4 separate regions of the Mus musculus genome follow, and regions 1, 3 and 4 are each linked to region 2. The links are chromatin contacts, called in public promoter capture Hi-C maps. All regions are on one chromosome and are shown on one strand. The core of a region is the stretch at or near the end of the contact, and the rest is flanking DNA. Distances in the headings are between cores, read along the strand shown. Region 1 holds the start of Prrg4 (proline rich Gla (G-carboxyglutamic acid) 4 (transmembrane)). Region 2 holds the start of Dnajc24 (DnaJ heat shock protein family (Hsp40) member C24). Region 3 holds the start of Qser1 (glutamine and serine rich 1). Region 4 holds the start of Ccdc73 (coiled-coil domain containing 73).

What was found. Promoter capture Hi-C pulls out the DNA fragments that hold promoters and counts their contacts.
Region 1: a contact with region 2 is called in a promoter capture Hi-C map of hippocampal neurons, with 5 times the contacts expected there. The contact joins the promoter of Prrg4 here to the promoter of Dnajc24 in region 2. A contact is called at or near these places in 3 of 39 promoter capture datasets (hippocampal neurons, liver and pre-B cells) and 1 of 115 datasets of contacts at active chromatin or transcription factors (pancreatic cancer cells).
Region 3: a promoter capture Hi-C map of pre-B cells shows a contact between it and region 2, with 3 times the contacts expected there. The contact joins the promoter of Qser1 here to the promoter of Dnajc24 in region 2. A contact is called at or near these places in 2 of 39 promoter capture datasets (HPC-7-derived erythroid cells and pre-B cells), 1 of 484 Hi-C or Micro-C datasets (CD4 T cells) and 1 of 115 datasets of contacts at active chromatin or transcription factors (astrocytes).
Region 4: a contact with region 2 is called in a promoter capture Hi-C map of hippocampal neurons, with 6 times the contacts expected there. The contact joins the promoter of Ccdc73 here to the promoter of Dnajc24 in region 2. A contact is called at or near these places in 6 of 39 promoter capture datasets (the 3T3-L1 cell line, 3T3-L1-derived adipocytes, cranial neural crest and 3 more).

What each region holds. Positions count from the first base shown.
Region 1 is chr2:104,848,534-104,851,233 of GRCm38.p6, forward strand. It overlaps Prrg4 (proline rich Gla (G-carboxyglutamic acid) 4 (transmembrane)), which reads right to left and starts at 1,317. Exons shown (of 6, transcript NM_178695.5): 1 at 1,013-1,317; 2 at 543-667. The coding sequence starts at 645.
Region 2 is chr2:106,002,295-106,004,994 of GRCm38.p6, forward strand. It overlaps Dnajc24 (DnaJ heat shock protein family (Hsp40) member C24), which reads right to left and starts at 1,255. Exons shown (of 5, transcript NM_026992.3): 1 at 800-1,255.
Region 3 is chr2:104,815,354-104,818,053 of GRCm38.p6, forward strand. It overlaps Qser1 (glutamine and serine rich 1), which reads right to left and starts at 1,343. Exons shown (of 12, transcript NM_001123327.2): 1 at 1,247-1,343. 2310047K21Rik (a long non-coding RNA gene) reads left to right here and starts at 1,569. Exons shown (of 3, transcript XR_003953885.1): 1 at 1,569-2,700.
Region 4 is chr2:104,884,976-104,887,675 of GRCm38.p6, forward strand. Ccdc73 (coiled-coil domain containing 73) reads left to right here and starts at 1,349. Exons shown (of 18, transcript NM_177600.4): 1 at 1,349-1,518.

The DNA.
Region 1 (2,700 bases), core at 67-2,566, 1.2 Mb before region 2:
TAATCTCTCAAGCATCTGCCTTTATCTACACAACGTTTGGAACAATGACCAGAAGGGTCATCCTACCTTCCAGCCCTTGCTCTGGATCTCACAAATCCAGACTAGGGGACAGGATGTGGCTCAGCGGTAGAGCACTTGTCTATATGGGGACTCCCAGCGGTGCACAAACAAGTCCTGACAAGAGTCTGGCCTCCCTGTCAGTCTTCCAAGAAGCAGCCTTCCTCTTTATAACTAACACACAGCTTCATCTAGGAAACGACAACTCACTGACTTTCGGACTTCGAAAAAGGCTTTCAATTTAGTCAACCACAAACCAGGTGTTAAACATCTGTTTACTAAGGGAGATACGTTTGTACATATTATAGTTAAAAACCCACAACTCTAAACAAGAAAGCCACAAATTAAAACATAGGATATGCTGTTGCACTGTGGTTCACGGGGGCGTGTAATTCCCCCTACCACACTTTGGCTTGAGATCTACACAGTAGACCGCAACTGGTTTCAGAAGTGTTTTCCCCCAATCGGCAGCCATGCTTGCTTACCTTCTTCTGGGGCATGTTCGGAATCCTTTAGGCTTCTGATACAATGAGGAACTGCGAGGGTAAGTCTGGGCAGCTGGCTGAGTACGATCAGAAGTGGAAACATAGTCTAGCAACTGTCAAACAAACTAAAACAAAAGTGACAACGACATTAAAAGAAAAGAAAAGAAGCAGGCCAAGTCTCAGCCTGTTGGGTTTTAGTCGGAACTGAGTCAACAACGACCTGTTGCACCCCACGGGTCGCTCTTAATCTATGGGACCCAAGGCGCTCCGGGCAGGTGGCACCTCCGGAGCGCCTGGGAACAAAAGGTACTCCCGGGAAGCTGCGGAGGAGAGTTCGGACACTGGCCCAGGCAGACGCGACTCTCGCCCACGCTGACAGGCAGCTAGGTGCTGGAATGCCACTGTCGAGACATCGTCTCTGGATGACTCTCCCACTCCTCCCCGCCCCGCCTCGCCGCTGGTCGCCGCACCTGTGTCCCCGGGCGCATGTTCCAGCAGCCCCTGGGCGGGAACCGAGTTATCCGCTTGGCCCGAGAGGTGGCCTGGCCCTGAGTCGCGGACGCCTCTGGATCTCGGCGACAGTCGGAGCCTAGCTCTTCGCGGCTCCAAGGCGACACCAGGACGCAAAAGAGGCGCCCAGGATCCGCGCAGGGGCGCTCGGGGAACGTGCGCCGCACGGGGCCCAGCTTGTGTGCTGGAGCCACTCCCACCGCTACCGGACGAGGAGGTCACCTGGCAGCGCTCCACCTCCCGCTCTCGGTCCCCAGCCCTTCTCGACTGAGACCCGGACGCTCACACTTTGGCGGCCTATCAGAGCGCCCTCCCGAGGTTACCTTCGGTCAGCTGTTCTCGCAGGGTGGTCCAGGGATGAGAACATAGCATTCATCCGAGAAAATATACTTTGTTAGTGATTTGCATTGTCACATGACCAAAAATCAATTAATAGCAATTACAAAGTTCTCAGATGTATTTCACCAGGTCTGGGTTGTCTACAAAAATACTTTCAAATATGTCCCCGAGTCAAAATTGTTTCCACGACAACAATGCAAGGTTTCACCTCTTTTACTTTCATTCTTTCCCTCCTTGGGTTTACAGTGGAAATTTCCAGAAGCTGTTTGACATGTGATGATATCATCACTCTGCTAACTAATAAGCCTCCAGTGGATGAATACTTGTGATGCTTAATATCTTCCATACTACTAGGTTAGTGTCGGTATGTAAATTTAAACAAAATGTGACAAATTGTGTTTGTTCTCAGAATATTTCTGCTTTTATTAGATATCTTTGGCCGTAGCTACCCATATACCCAGACAGCTAAAAAGTTCATCCTTCTTGAACAAATAATCTTAGATCTTGAACTTTTCGTTGAGTTTTTTTCTTTTTTCTTTTTTTTTTTTTGAAACAGCAAGAGCATAAGCACCCTTAATTGTCATGAGATGAAGTTAAATTTTGAAAATTTCTCTATTTAAAAATGTTGTGTGAGAGATATAATTAAAAATAATTCAAGAGGCCCAGAGCTCGAGGTGTGAGAAGATAGGAGAACAGTGTCTCACCACACTCTTCATGTCCAAACAGCATGCGCTGTTACTCTTGGGAACGCTATTTAAATTTTGCTCTTTGGCCAGAGTAGCCTGGAACTTCATACAGTTGAAACAGAGCACAGTGAAATGGCATTCCCACTCCTTTCTAGTCTCCAGTTAATTCACTTTTCACCAAATTTGTTTTCTTCCCTGAAAGGCTATTATCTATTTTATTCTGATTAATGGATTCAAGTAAGAATTTCCATATGTTTTGCAGACGTTGTTTTTGTTTCCTTCCAAACACTATCCATGCCCCACGCCCTAGAGGCTTAAGCGGTCTGGAAAATGGAGTCTGCTCTTTCACCTTACTTAAGCAGTGGAGATCAGACTGTGGAGAAGCTAGAAATACCTTATGGTTGAGCACAGGAATCGGAAGTATCTCTCAGGAGACCCATTCTCCTGCTCCCTCATTTAGACAACCTGTGGCTGGAAGCCCTGGGAAGAGAGGGATAAACACCATTTTGCTTTTGGGAGAACTGAGTCTTTCTGAGATCTGTATCTAACAATGTAGACTGTCAAGTTCTACTAGGGCAAGGGCAGATTTCGTTACTTCCTTTCCAGTACGCAGAAAAAGCCTC
Region 2 (2,700 bases), core at 5-2,504:
TATAAAAAGAAATTGATAATGAGCCTGGGTGATGGATAGGCTTCTAAGAAGCGCTGACACCATTGCATACACTAGCAAGACTTTGCTGAAAGGACCCTGATATAGCTGTCACACAGAAGTGGATGCTCACAGTCAGCTATTGGATGGATCACAGGGCCCCCAATGGAGGAGCTAGAGAAAGTACCCAAGGAGCTAAAGGGGTCTGCAACCCTATAGGTGAAACAACAATATGAACTAATCAGTACCCCCCGAAGCTCTTGTCTCTAGCTGCATATGTATCAGAAGATGGCCTAGTCGGCCATCAGTGGAAAGAGAGGGCCCATTGGTCTTGCAAACTTTGTACAGGGGAACGCTAGAGCCAAGAAGTGGGAGTGGGTGGGTAGGAGAGTGTGTGTGGGGGGGGAGAGGGGTATGGGGAACTTTGGGGATAGCATTGGAAATGTAAATGAAGAAAATACCTAATTAAAATTTTAAAAAGGTATTTCTTATCTAATGGCAAAACTGGCATACAGGTGCTCACTAAACACACAGGAGCTTAATAAGTATGTATGAAACGAACAGATAAAAGGAATGGAATACCAAAGAAATGTTAAGGACATACATAGTTCCTGAATTTCCCTGGTTCGCTTCTTTCTTCTAGAGTAAAAATAAAGACGCACAAAATGACAGCACCGCACGGGCTCGGGGAAAGGGGAGTCCTCTTGCTGGGGCAAAGATCCTCACAGCCCATAAAGACGTTGCTCCCGAAGCTATGCACTCCAGGATGCCACAGTCCTCCAGACTTTAGAAACCAACTCACCCTGAAGCAGCCGCAGCTTGGCGGACACGCGGCGTCCACAGGCAGGCGTCCGCCCCACCGAGGCTGTCCCTGCTGATGCCTTCCCCTGGCTCCACACAGCGTCAGACTTATGGCGCTTCACTTTGGAGCAGGAGTCCACTTGCTGCGGCAGCCGGACGGAAAGCGGAACCCACTTTCTTTTCCGCCGGAAGTTGGAGTACAGCGGGAGTACGTTTCCAGTCGCGCCCTAGTTGTTGGTGCACATTACTGAAAGGCCCCGCCTCCAGTCCAGACGCGGCCGCTATGGTAACGCGTCGGGATTTCTGAGGTTTTGTCAACAGTGAGAGGTACGCAGAGAAATGCCTTTCCTCAATTTGCTCTAATTCTTCCTTTGCCCCGACACCACGATTGTTGCATCCCTCTACATCTCCTAAGGTGCACCTTCATCCTAGGTTCCTCTTACTTTACCTTGAGCAACTCCGGTCCTATTTGTTTATACTGGGGACGGGCAGTTGGTGATAAGGATGAGGATGGCTAACAAATTATGCCTAATAATTTCCGTTAAACCTGAACAACTGACTTAAAATATTTTTTAACTGCAAATCCTTTCCCATTTTCTATCTCTTTGTCGCTTTCGCTTCATCCCAGTGAGACAGCTGCGGAAGATGTTGCTAGAACTATTTTGTAGATGAGGAAACAAATCAAGGACAAAGGCCGGGTATATAATTATCCAGGTGTAGAAACAGCGTTCTTAACAGAATGAACTGTGCTGTTGTGTTCTGTCTCTCTCTCTCTCTCTCTCTCTCTCTCTCTCTCTCTCTCTCCCCCCCCCCCCCCCATTGTATCTGGAGATGAGAATCATCTTAGTTTTGAGACCTTAATATGATCTCCCTTGGCAATACAAAGTAGTTTTGGTGTTGCTACTTTCTTAGATGTACTTTCCCTTTTGTCTTATTTCTTCCAAATATCAATTCAAGAAGCACCAAAGATAAAATTAGGTAGGAAATATTCTAATAGGATAAATTATTTACTGTAATGAGCATTGCATGACGTAAGGAAAAACTGCAGAATGATACAGTTGACTTTAAAATCTAAATATAAAAGCACAGATTGGGTTCTCCAATGGATAGATTTTGTCATGTTTAAAGCAAAGACCATTATACAGTGGCAGGATCTAGCTTCATTCCTGGGCTTAGAAAACTATGTGTGTGAGCCTACCAAAATGCATAGTGAGTATTGTGAATCTCTCCCTGTACAATATTATAAGAAAGCCCCCATATACCTTACCTAGCCCTCAAATAATCCTTCTTGACCCTTGTCTGTATACAGAAATATGTTCAAGAAGTCCAATTTTGAGAACAAAAGTTTTGATATACTATTCCATCAGGTTATTGTGTAATTTATTTTCTTTAGCCAGTTTGTTTGATGTTTTTTCATATGAACTCACAAATGCTTTTCATTCTCATCTCCAAGAATTCTAGCATTGTGCACTAAATGAGATGAACTTTTTGCTTTATCTCCAAGGTGTCCTTGGTCAACCTAAGCTGTCAATATTTAATTGATATCATCCAATAAATACATTCTCTTTAACTTTCTCTGTTTCAAAGATGTCTTATCGGTGGTTTGCTTGGGTATGTATTCAGACACTTGAAACATTGAGTCTGGTGGTTCTGTTTCTGAAAATATATTTGGTAAAACTCACTTCTTCACAAACAACTTATTGCTGTTGTTGTGTTTAGTTCATTGAAAAAAAAAACAGATGGCTTGTCTTATAATCCAAATAATTAACATTTGAATAAACTCCTCAAGATGGCTCTGACATGGATCACTAATCATTAATTTCCATTTTAGAACAACATCATTCAATAGAAATATAGCAAACCCCAAATTCAAGCTCTATGTGAGACTTTGAAAATATTATA
Region 3 (2,700 bases), core at 93-2,592, 1.2 Mb before region 2:
TGAAGCATTATTATTTTTCTTTCTTTCATAATAACTCCGAGACTATCTAAGACAAAGACTAGTTAATTCTTTACACATCTATTCTAAATCATGAATGCGGCACTTTCATAAAAACAAAGGTAATTAGAATGTGTAAAGTGAAATAAAAAGTTCACTCGTGTCGTTTAAATCGTTTAGAAACCTGGTGAGATCACATAGGTACAAGGCTTCCTGTTGGTAGCTGAGGATGAAGTCATTACCAGCCAGGATTTCCCTGTTCTTGGGTCAGAAGCTATACCTACTAGATCGAGTATTGTTTAGGGGAGGCGGTTTTTAAAAAGTACCCCGCTCCCAAAGCCAGACCACGCCTTCCAGTTATCATTCGAATGTGACCATTTCAAAGTGTAGTACTGCTACACATTTCTCGCGAGCTTAAATAGCAAACAGGAGTCCCCATTTTGGGGTCTACTGCCCATGCTGGAGAGCCGCACTATACAATGAAGTGGAGACGGAGAAGCATGCTTTGGGTCTTCGACCTCTAGAGCCTTCTTTGACCACCAGCCCTCAACGCTTCCCAAAACTCAGTCACCCCCAGACACTGAAAGCCAAGAGGGAATCTTGACTTCCTGCCGTTGTTAAAAGCAGAGGAAACCCAAAAGCAACTTTGAACGCGTGGAACACTACATCACTATAAACATATGTCACCCAGCCCCTGCTTTGCATTCGTGTCCCGCCCTGGGGGTTCTCTTGCAGCCCAGTCATCCCAGGACCCCCAGTGTCAGCGACACGGCCCCGCTCCTCGTCATGCCCTGCCACCGCCCTCACCTTCACACTGCCGAAGCCCCCAACACCACATTGTCGGCCACCCAGATTCCAATACAATGGAATGTCACTGCCCAGGACTCCGCGGCGCCCCTTTAGGCCTCCCCGCGGAGTCAGTCCCGGTTCCCCAGATACCGAGGTCAGCCCGGAGCTTAAACTTTACCATGTGGGAGTCCAGCACCGAGAGGTGACTGCGCCCCTCCATCCCACCCAACCTTCCCTTTCTGCCCCACGCCCCGACCCGCCCCAGGAGCGAATCCTGCACCATGCGCCCCCTCCCAGCCGGGACCACCCGCCAGGAGTTGTCCACCGCCTCTCCCGGGAGCAAAGAAGGGCGCCTCGAAGGCTCCCCACCCGGCCTGGGCCCCCGAGAGGGGCGGGCACAGGCCCCGGCGCATCCGCGGCCTTTCCTGGCCCAGTGAGACCCCGCGCCCACCCTCTCTACCTGGCCTTGAGGCTGGGACTGCTGCCGCTGCAGCTGGGGCTGGAGGCGGCGGCCGGGACCCGGGCTTCGTAGGCCCAGGCGGGGGCAGCGGGCTGCGTGGCGGCGCTGGCGGGGGGCGCGGGAGGCTCAGCGAAGCCCGCGGGCGCGTAGTGCGCGTCCATGGCGGGGGCTGAGGCGGCGGGGGCGGGCGGGAGGCGCGGGGAGGAAGAGGCGGTGGCGGGAGCTGCCCCTCACATGGCGCGGCCGGGGGGCGGGGGCGCCTGGGCGGGGGAACCGGGCTGCGGCGGGCGGGCCTCGGCTCGGACGTCAGGAGAGCGGCGGCGCCTGCGGCCGGGACGCGAGGCGGCCACAGCGCCCGCAGCCCGGGCGCCCCATGTTGTTGGATTTCCCAGGATGCACCTCCCGCGCCCTCCGCCCGCTCGTCGCCCCGCCCCCCTCGGCGCCCCGCGCTGCTGGCTGCGGATTCGGGAGCCGGGCCGGACGAGGGCTGCTCCGTGGACGCCCTAGCGGTGAAGAGAAGGCCTACGCGCCGGAGCACCCGCATGGGTGCGGACAGGAGAGGGCTTGCCAGCACTGTGCCTGGAGTTCGTTACTCTGCGCTCCCGGGTTCTTTGAAGGAACTCAAACACTCGATTCCCGCTTGTGATTTCTTTCTCTGCGCCCCAAACCACAGACAAGGGACTGTTGCTTTGCAGTACTCGCTTCCTGCCCAAAGTTTGCTGGGCTTAGAGGATCTGGTTCCTGCTTCCTGGGGGAGATTTCTATTCAAATTGATTCAAATTCAAACGAATTTTGCAGCCCTAGCTGAATGGGCCTTTCCCAGGGGCACTTATTAACTGTCCCCACCCCCCACCTTGGGGATTTTCTTACTCTGGAGTTCAGAATCTTCTATCCCAAGATAAATACCGCCTCATCATTGATTAGTCCAACTACCATCTGGATGACTTTAATTACAATACATTCGAACTCACTATGCACTTTGTTGGGGCTCTCTGCTCAAGATGTTTAATCTCTGCAAGACTCTACCCAAACATTGCCTTATCGGACTTCTAAGCTGTGTGGTGTGAGTAATTTGATGACTTTGAGGTCGTGCCTACCCGAACTGTTTCTCCTTATGAGTAATGAAATTCAGGGATCATATGAATCGTTTGGCTTGTGATCCATAAGTTGAAAGTTAAAACTAACCGTGAAGCTTAGATTTAATGACTATCTCTCCTTTTAAAAAAAATCAATATTGGCTTAACACCTATCACGTGCTTAGCAAAGAGATCTCTCAAGATAAAGACTAGCACAAAGGTTTAAGCCAATCAGACAGGCGTAACGGAAGACCTAATAGAGCTGATACTCTCTATCTCTGGTGACTATCTAAACTTCTGTAATACCTGCCATTAGATCTGCCATCCCCTCCGAGACTGATTTTGTTCTGAGACTATGTTTTCCTCCTGGCGCCTTCA
Region 4 (2,700 bases), core at 99-2,598, 1.1 Mb before region 2:
GAAAAAAATACAGTTATCCCATGTTATAACTTTTTACTTTGACTTATAATTCCTTGAGAAGCTATGAGGATAGTTGTTTTCTGTGTTCTCTGATTGACTAAAAGAAAAAAAAAAATCAAACAGAGTTTAAGGCAAGTACACATAGTCCTAATTTGAAAATGTAAAGCTTAGAGAACAGGAAGCTAGCTTACAACACTCAGGCCTGGGATCCTGGAGATAACCTGGAGAAATGTGGATAGGAATTATTAGAAGAGGATGGTAACAGCCAAACACTTCTAGATTTGATAGCAATGTGAAACAGAGAGCTTTACAAAGCAGGTTTTTTTGGTATTATTTTGTGTATATAAGCGTTTTGACTTGTATGTGTATTTGTGTACCCTATGCATGTCAGAGTCCTTTCAGATTTTGGTAGCATGGATAAGCTCTGTAGGCCTGGAACATACTGTATTAATAGTTGTATGGAATGAGTTCTCACCTGTGAACCATCGTGTTAGGTTTCAGAATAGAGAAGAGGTGCAATCAATAAGATTAGAATTTCTTTTTCTCTAAAGTTAAAAATTATCTCTGTCTCTCCTTCCCCCATCCCTTCTCTTCTTCTACCCCCTCCCTGTTTCCTGTTCCCTTCTCCCTGGCACAGGAAGCGATAAGAGGACAACGAGTGATAGAACTAAGAGGTCGTCAGGTCTGGTAGCAGGTGACTTCACCTGCAGAGCCATCTTGTTGCTCCCTACATTTCCTTTTCTATGTAATATTTCGCTTAAAAAACAAATAAACAAAAAACTACATTGTCTTCTTGATGAATAACATATTCATGAACATCAAACATCCAAAATCATAAGGTATTAAATGGATAGGCACCTCCTCCTTCTTATTCTTACAGCGTTCGTTGTTCCTAATCAATAACACTGGTTGGTATTTTTTTGTTATTGTTTGCTTTTAAATTGTTCCAAAGACTATTTAAAATGAACATAACAGAACATGGTGGCATAGTCCTTTAATTCCAGCACTTTGGATGTAGGTACAGGTAGGCGGATCTCTGTGAGTTTCAGGTAGCCAAGGCTACATAGTAAGACACTGTCCCAACACCCCTCCCCCGCCTCCAAATAATACGCAGGGCGGCAGTGGTGGTCTTCCCAGCGCTCAGGAGGCAGAGGTAGGCAGATCTCCGTTTTCGAGGCCAGCCTGGTCTGCAGAGTGAGTTTCATAACAAACAGGGCTACAAAGAAGAGCCCTGTCTTGAAAAAGAAAAACTAACATACGTCCGCTCCAATTCCTTAAATGTAGCCGCACAAATGCGGACTGAAAACCGGAAGCGCCTTTGGGTAGGGGAAGATGACCCGGAAGTGCTGAGCACTGAGCGGTCTTCGCTGAGGTAAATCAGGCATTGCGTTGAGCGCTGTTTGAGGTCGCTCTAATATTTTCACCCAGTTTCTTACCAAGGTCGCCCTGGACCTCAGGTGTCCCACCAAATCCTCGTGCTGACTTCCCCAGGCCTGGTCGCCCTCAAGTCTCCTTCAGGTGGGTCTAGACTTCCACCTCGGCCGCCACCCATCAGGTCTGCTGGTTGGTAATACGATGCTTGCGTTTTCTTAATAGGGTTGTGTGCTTTAGGGTGCTTGCTTTTGTTTGACCCACGTTTACGTTATGAATACAGTGTTATAATGTTGGACACCCTTGTCAAAAGTTTTGACGGAGTCGACTGCTCAGAGACAGGGTTTCTCTGTGTAGTCCTGGCTGTCCTGGAACTCACTCTGTAGACCAGGCTGGCTTCGAACTCAGAAATCCTCCTGCCTCTGCCTCCCAAATGCTGGGATTAAAGGAGTGCGCCACCACTGCCTGGCATTTTGTCACATTTAAAAAACTTAGTAAATTGGTGGGTATTACTTTACAGAACAGTTCAAGTATAGGGCAAAAATTATAAATCATGGAAGTATGTAAATATTCAAAGAAATTTTTAGATTTTCCGTATTTCTTCTGGTAATTTTATTCTGTCAGATTTTGAGTTAAGGTCTTGATTTGTATGTAATGCAGGAGGACGTCCAAATCTTTTATCCTCCTGCCTGAGCCTCAGAATGCAGGAATTTGACAGTATTATTTATTCTTCATGTGTGTTTTTTACAGACAGATTTAATTGGAAATTTGCTGGGAATAAAATTTCTGTCTTCAGCCAAGCAGTGGTGGCAAACATCTTTAATCCCAGCACTCTGGAGGCAGAGGCAGGTGGATGTATGTTCCAGGCCAGCCTGGTTTAAAGGCTTAGTTCGAGGACAGCCAGGGCTATACAGAAACCCTGTCTTGAAAAATAACAACAAACAAAAATTACATCCCCGCCCAACCAAAACCAAACCAAACCAAAACAAAAAAAAAAAAAAAAAACACACAACAAAACAAAAAACTGTCTTCTTAATCCCTATAATGCTGAATTGAATTATGGGCTTAAATTATTCATACATAATTCCGATCTTCTACCTCATGTAGAATTTTCAAAAAAAGTGAGTGTGAACTGTCAAAGAATTTATGGGATCCTGTATTTAATTGCTACCTTCTGTTTCAACCATGTGGAGTCCCTTAAGAGTCATTCATTGGGGGCTGGAGAGATGGCTCAGCGGTTAAGAGCACTGACTGCTCTTCCAAGGGTCCCAGAGTTCAAATCCCAGCAACCACATGGTGGCTCACAACCATCTGCAATGAGATCTGATG